Linked DNA regions of Mus musculus: region 2 is linked to region 1. The links are chromatin contacts, called in public Micro-C maps. All regions are on one chromosome and are shown on one strand. The core of a region is the stretch at or near the end of the contact, and the rest is flanking DNA. Distances in the headings are between cores, read along the strand shown. Region 1 holds the start of Ryk (receptor-like tyrosine kinase). Region 2 has its middle 40 kb from the start of Gm31434.

What was found. Hi-C and Micro-C count contacts between places; a contact is called where the count stands out from the background.
Region 2: a Micro-C map of embryonic stem cells shows a contact between it and region 1, with 2.7 times the contacts expected there. The contact joins the enhancer-like site here to the promoter of Ryk in region 1. A contact is called at or near these places in 2 of 39 promoter capture datasets (liver and pre-B cells) and 1 of 484 Hi-C or Micro-C datasets (embryonic stem cells).

What each region holds. Positions count from the first base shown.
Region 1 is chr9:102,832,871-102,836,610 of GRCm38.p6, reverse strand. It overlaps Ryk (receptor-like tyrosine kinase), which reads right to left and starts at 1,691. Exons shown (of 15, transcript NM_013649.3): 1 at 1,372-1,691. The coding sequence starts at 1,555.
Region 2 is chr9:102,959,874-102,963,613 of GRCm38.p6, reverse strand. No RefSeq gene overlaps it. Among named protein-coding and RNA genes, the nearest start is that of Gm31434, 40 kb to the left of the region's middle. Within about 2 kb of position 2,058, at least 28 of the 459 cell types and tissues checked have an H3K27ac peak or open chromatin away from gene starts, as enhancers often do. A contact at or near this core is called in embryonic stem cells, where this site is marked.

The sequences.
Region 1 (3,740 bases), core at 442-2,941:
ACACACACCAAAATAAATAAAAGTAACAGCAAAACTCTAACACGCAACGGTAGGCACATGTACTCGTCTCTGTCTGCTGCCAGATATCTCTGTCTCCCTACTTCCATCCTGGCTAAGGCAGGAGAGGAAATACATGTCAATAAAGTCACAATTACGTAAGTTCTTTTAACAACAACAAAAACAACCCTTACAAAAGCACGCCTAGGAGCCGCACTACAAATCGTTATTTTTTCCCAAGCCTTTCTCCCATGCTCCAGGCGTAACTCAGATGCCATTTCAATTCTGCTAGACTAAATTCAGCTAATTCAACTAGACTATAAGGAAGGTTAAATTAGGATGTTAGGAAAACACAGTTCTTTAGTTAAAGCCGATAAACCTACACATACAACTATGTCTAAACAGTCTGCTAAAAGCAGTTTTCATTCCGAGGCTAAACTCTCTCAACAGACCCTAAGAAACTCTTCTAACAGGCAGAAGGCTCTCTGTGAGCTTGAGGCCAACCTGGTCTACATAGTGGATTCCAAAACAGCCCAGGCTACATAAAGTCCCTGTCTGGAAAGGAAAAACAAAACAAAACAAACAAACAAACAAACAAACAAAAAAACCTCCTCTAATACACACATACGCATACACACGCGCGCGCACACCACACACACACACACACACACTTGGGGGAGGCATACTCGCTCACTAAAAAAGTGACACTTAATGGATATTTAGGGGGAGACCTTTCCAGTTCCAACACTTCACTCTAAAACACCCCGATAAAAAGTGAAGGGACTGCCTTAATGCACAAAAGACGGCAAAAGCTGGGTATCCCTAACTATCAGAGACTTCCTTTTGATGGCTGGCCAGGCCTTCCTTCAAGGGCTGATTTTCAGAATGCACAGAGTTCCAAGCGGAGGGCAGAGTCGGACTCCCCAAACAACGGGCTAAACAGGTAAACGGAACCACCGCCGACGGACCCCAAAGCCAAGTTCTCCTCTCGCTTCAGGGTCTGCAGAGTAGGCAAGTGGCCTGGAACGGCAGCATCAGGTCACACTCAAGGAACCCAAGGCAAACCCCGATGCTTGGGATCCGGTCGGCCCGAAGGTGTGCAGGATGCCACACAACTCAGGGCGCCCGGCTCACCTTGCCCCCCACTCGCTAACCAGAAAGCAAGCGCACGGCGGCGGCGTGGCCTGTGGGCCACCCACAGCAGGCTAAGGAGCGGCCACCCGTGTCCCGAGCGCCGACTCCGAGGCTCCGGAGCTCCGCGGCCTAGAGTGACACGCGCAGGGAGGCTGCAGAGAGGGAGAGAGAGAGAGAGAGCGCGGGCGGCGCAGCGGCAGCACCGCGGGCTCACGAGGCCCCGGGAGCCGCGCCACTCACCAAGCAGCCGGCGCACCTCGTCCTCGCTCAGGTAGAGGCTCACGCTGGGTCCCGCAGGAGCGGCGGCCAGGGCCGGGGACCGCGGGGCGGCGGCGGGCAGCATCGCCAGCAGCAGCAGCAGCAGCGGCGGCGGCGGGGCCCTCAGGCCGCCGCTCCCCGGGACGCCGCCCCGGCCCGCGCGCATGGCCGCCGCCGAGCAGGAGCGTCCGCCGCCCGCCGCGCCGCCGCGCACCCCGGCCCCGAGCGCCTCACAGCCCCGAGCCGGGGGCGGCCGGCCAGCTCATCGCGCCGCCGCTTCAGACCCGCCGCCCGGGAACGGGAGGGGGTGGGGGGGCGAGCTGCGGGCGGAGACGCGCGCGTGCGCGTGCCCGCCGTGCGCGAGGGCGCGCACGCATGTGCCGCCCGACCGAGAGCGCCTGGTTCTGGGGCGCGCGTGCACGGGAGAGCGTCTCAGACCTGAGGTCGGGGTGGGGGCCGCGCGTAGGGGTTGGTATAAATAACATTACGTTGTTTGCCAGGCTGAAACGCGCGAGGAATAAAGGAAATGAGTTAAAGAGACACAAACTAATCAAAAACAATAATGAAGTGCCCTGGCCAGGCGAAGGGCTCTAGGCTAATATAGCCAGTCCCCAGCCCAAGTCGTTGAGGCCTAGAGTCGGTTGGTCTCTTTATTCTTCCCCAGGTGCGCCCTGAGTCTTGGATGCTGTCTCAAAAGAAAAGAATGCTGTTTTATTTAGTGAGAAGGGACGGGTACGTAGAAATCTTCCCTTATCCCACCATCAGAGGTCAGCCTCTAGTTAGCATGTCTGTTCCCTAAAATTCACATGCCACACACTTTCCAGAAAGCAAAAACAAAAACAAAAAAAACTCATAAAACCTTAGTAAACTTTTTATTTTGTATTTTGGTTTACAGTTTGTTTGTTTGTTTGTTTGTTTTGAGACAGGGTCTCACTATGTAGCCCTGGCCCGCATGGAACTTGCTATGTAGACCAAGCTGGCCTTGAACTCACAGAGATCTGCCTGCCTCTGCTTCCCAAGTGCCAGGATTAAAGGCCTGTGCCACCCATGCCCAGCAAGCTTATTTTTACATGTGACGAACTTTTATTATCCTAGTTCTCCTTTACTGTAAATCAACCTGTATCTGGGCTTTTAACCTGTGGTCCATGCCAGCCCCCCCCTCCAAAACATGGAATGTATGTGAGTGTGTGCTTATGGCTGTACATGGCTGTCTGTGTGCATGGGTGCTTTCACATACTGGAGAGTGGTTTTTACATTTCATCCCTTGCTCTAGGAAGCCCTTGTCTCCCTAAACCGGTTAAGGATCTCTGATACATCCCAGAGACTCTGATGAAGAATTTGGGGAAGCCCCAGTCAAGCTTACTCCACAAGCCATCACTCAGGCTGGCTCCCAAGCATCCCTTCTCACTTCCTCCAGAACAGGGTCATCCCATCCCTGTGACCCGTTCACTGACCTTATGCCTCCCTCCTTGCCTGTGGAGAGCAGCTGCTTTCTGCCCGGCCTAGCTTCAAGCTCCCAGTTGCCCATCCACACGCAGGCCCTGAGAGATATTACCTGTATCCCCTGCCAGGGCAGGGAGAGAGACCGAAGAGGAGGATAGTTGGATCTTGATATTTTTCCCCCCTCTCTCCTGTAGTGAGAGGGATGGATTCCATTTGGAGACAAGCTGGCCTCAATTTGTCAAGCTTCAGTTCCCCAGCACAGAATACAGTGCCCTGCAGGAAGAGACCAGGAAGTGGGCATGAACTGAACAAAAGCATGCCATCAGTGAATGATGAAAAACACAAGTCACCTGTGGCCACAGCTACCTCGTAGGGAACCAGGGCCCTGCCAGGAAGGACTCTAGGAACCTATGCTGTGAACAGGGCTCTCTACTCAAGAAAACAAAGGGGGTGGGGGCGGAGCCGTCTTGAAAGCAAAGGTTTGCTGTCTACATTTTTTGCAGCAAGCTAATAATCTCCAAGAATGGAAGCTGAGTCTTCTAGAGGCTGGTTTACTTCCATATCTTTAGCCAGTGACATCTTGAGATACTATGATACAATATATCCCAAAGGTGTCAGTCAAGCGGGACTAAGCACTGGTATTTATCAATGGTGTGGCCTTGGGAAAATTAAACTCTCCTAGCCTCGGTTAAGCACCAGCGGTAAGGCCTGACTTGCAGGGCTTTTACAAGGATTTAATTGGAGAAGCTATAAATAAAACACCTGGGCGGACACTGGGTGACTGCTACAATTGTTATGATTACTGTTGACATAATGAACCCTTCCTTCTAATGGCCACTTCTGTGTAGTTTCATCACCAAACAGTTCAAATGAGGTATCCTCCAAAAGTCCCTTCACTAACCCCCCCT
Region 2 (3,740 bases), core at 809-3,308, 130 kb before region 1:
GATGACACTCAGGAGCCACAGTTAACTCTCTAGGCTGCTGCATTAGCTTGCACGTCTGGTTTTGAAGAGAAAGCCCTATTTCTTAGAGCACTAAGTATTCACAGATGAAAGCCCTCAAGTCTAGAGCTGGCCTTCCGGTAATCCAATGACCAGAGGCGAGGGAGAGAGCTGGAGATGAACAAGGCTGGGCAGATGGTTATTATTAAAGCTGCTCATGGCACACTGCAGACGGATTTCACCATTCATGTTAGACTTTTTACATGGTAGAAAGTGGTGGTTTTAGGCAAAATAATTATTCCTTCTCAGATTAAAAAAAAAAAAACCTTGAAGAAAAATTTTTAAATGGCAATAATGTGTTGAGCAGAATTAAAGCTCTCGTCTGTCTGAGAAGGGAAGTCCACTCTGCAAAGGCTGAGGCCACCTCTTTCCTTAAACCACACTTGGGAACACTTTGCCCTGCGTCTATACCTAAGCCGACGGCCTGTTTTAAATTTACTTTCTGGAAATTATTAGTATAAAGAGAGGGTAAAACTACCATTACTGTCAACCCAGCAGAAGACATCAGATGTTTTAAATGTCAATGAGCTGCACGCCAGAACCCTTCTGATGGAGGGGGTGTCAGGGACAGCCTCCTCATCCTTGCGCCCGCCTCTGGTCCTCCCTTCTTGACCTCCATAGCACCCTCCCCGTAGCCATAAGCATGTGACGCGGTGCAGAATGGGGACGGTGTCTGTTGATGCTCTAAAACTGCTCATGAAGAACAGTCCCAGGCTTCCTGCACCAAAGGGCTGGGGCTCTTCTCATTGGTCCCAGTCTTCCTGCACCAAAGGGCTGGGGCTCTTCTCATTGGTCCCAGTCTTCCTGCACCAAAGGGCTGGGGCTCTTCTCATTGGTCCCAGTCTTCCTGCACCAAAGGGCTGGGGCTCTTCTCATTGGTCCCAGTCTTCCTGCACCAAAGGGCTGGGGCTCTTCTCATTGGTCCTCCCTTCCCGCCTCGAATTCCTTCCTTGGGATCTCCAGGTTATAAGCTTTTGGCACACCTATCTGGGAAGGCAAGGGGACAGATCCTGTAAACTTCCGACCTGATGAGGAGGGTAGCTGGGTTGGAATTTACCACCAGGCTCTTGCAATCCTTGGCTGGCTATGGCTGTGGCTGGGAGAGTGAGGAGCTACACGTGGAACGGAGGGGGCAGAGAGGAAAGTCGCCCATCACAGGAGGCCTGGCCCGTGTGACCTCCAAATTATCTTGGCCTTTGCAAGGTGACAGGAGGAGTCTAGAAGCTGACATGTGTATGGTCAGCCGGCACTCAGACATGGTGTGCGCCAGGGGCAGCTCGGAGAGGGACTCAGCCCCTCCCAGCTCACTCATTTAGAGAACAAGGGTGAGATGACACACCCCTGCAGTCTTAGCTACTCCAAAGGCTGAGTCTAGAGAATCATTTGAGCTCAGGAGTTCAACACAGGCCTGGGCTAGGGCCTCTCCCATTTCAAAACAAAAAAATTATCAGACCCTGAAAACCCTGGCTGAGTATCTGAGACACAGACCTACAAGCCATACTTGAAGGACCTCTAACTGAGCACAATCTTAATGAAGCCCCATCTACCGCTCAGGCCTGAGAGAGGGTTCTTGGACTCTAGGCTCTAGAAGGCTGACCCTAGGAGCCCCATGGCTTACAGGAAGTCCCTGTCAGAGTTTCAAAGTTTCTAGCTCTTCCTGGTAACAGGGTTGTAAATTCTTCCTCAGGATCCACACTCATACCCAGGAAATTGGGCAGGCTGCACAAGCAAGTTGTTAGAGCCAGAGGAGACTCCAACTCCCCGAACTCCCAAAAGGCGGTCCAAATAGCCAGAAATGGGCTCAGCCTGGACCACAGGAGAATTTCCCGTGACTAGATAAAAGCCAGTATTTCTCAGGGACCGGTGAACCTAGTTTCCCTCTACCAAAAGGAGCCATTTCCCTTACCAGTGGCAGAAGGGACCAACGGCTACCTGTGGTGCCTATTAGCATACCAAAGCACAAGCTGGCCTCCAGGTCTGCTCCTTGTTGCTAGTATCTGTCACCCCTTTCAAAGGTAACGCTGGCTTCCCGGTCTTTTCACTTCCTCCAGCTCCTGGGCTTCCCTTCCCCCACAGCTACTCATTCTCAACTTAACCTGGCAGTTTGTCCCCCCACCCCCACCCCCACTATGTTCTCTCCCTCCTACCCCTACCCTCTCTCCCTCCCTCCTCCCCCCTCTTCCTCTCTCCCTTCTCTGTCCCTCCCCCCTCCTCTTTCTCCTCTCCCTCCCTCTCCTCTCTGTGCTGTCCCCTACTCCTTTCATCATGTCTTCTCTATTCTCTCTCCCCTGCTATTTTCTGCTCTGGACTCTTACAGATGACTATAGCTATTCTACTCTCCCACTCCTTCTCTCTGTTGTGTCTTTTAAAACTAAAGAGAGACGGAATGTGTTTGGTGGAGGTGAGGTAAGGTGTGGGGGAAGGGGTGCCTCTGTGGGCCCCTGCTGAGGCATCCCTTCCCCCTGAGGGACCAGCCACACACATGACAGTATAGTATAGAATAGAGTTTATTCAGGGCATAGGGAGGGGAGTTGAGAGAAGAGGCCAGTCATGAGCATGTGGAGAGAGAGGGGGGAGAAATGGGGAGAGAGGGGGAGGAAGGTTAGGGGACAAGGGCAGAAGAGCAAGAGAGAGAGGTGAGGGAGAGCAGCCTCTTTTATAGTGAGTCAGGCACACCTGGCTGTTGCCAGGTAACTGTGGGGAGTAGCCTAGACTAAATACTCTCTCTCTCTCTCTCTCTCTCTCTCTCTCTCTCTCTCTCTTCTCTCTCTCTCTCTCTCTCTCTTCTGCAATAAAAGCCTACCTGGAGTGGTCATGCTGTCAGTTTATACAGAGGTCCATCCGGGTAAGAAGAAAGGAAATGAGCCTTCTGGGTGCCTACCTGTGACCTTCCAGTCTGCCACTAGAGAGGAGAAGCCCTCCAATAAGAACCCCATCCCCAGATGAAGGTCTCTGCGTGTAAGGGGTGGCAGAGCACCGCCTCCAGAGGCCTAGTGTCCCCTTTCCCTGACTCTCAACTGATCCCTTGCTACTGTGGCAGCCCAGTCACGATGGACAGGGTGCCAGGGACACCAAGTCCCTAGGAAAATCTCCTGTGGGTCCACCCACCCTGGGTGTATCTCGCCCAGAGGCACTCAGATCCCAAAGAGGAGTCCCAGTGTTTCTCTGACCTTCTAGACTCACAGACTCTTTATGGTGGAGTGGGGATATAGCCTCGGGTTTGGATCCATAAACCTGGAAGTCAAAAAAGCAAGAGCACTTCTATCCAAATGGCACACTGTGTCACCTGCAAATGCACACACTGTGTCTCCTGCTGGCCTCCCCATCAACTCTGCATCCTGCACATAGCAGTCAGGCCACTCCGATGCCTGTCATTTCTAAGTGTGTTACCTGTTATCTCTTAGTTCCTGGACCCAACTGCAGTATCAGGCCTGCCTGGGAAGCTGGGATGGCAGAGGTTGAATCAATAGGAGCCAGAAAGGCTTGCCTTGGGAGCCTTCCTGGAAGTGCCCCACTCTATTGGCCCTTGGCTCCATAGCTACAAAATTAGCTACCTTTGGCCAACCTCTGGGAGCTATAGAGTCAGATTTCTAAGGAAAGTGGTCCAAAGTACCAAAATTCCTCAGCTTCCAGGGATGAGAAAATCTCTCAGAGCAAAGCTCTCAGAGGTGCCTCAGTGCCCT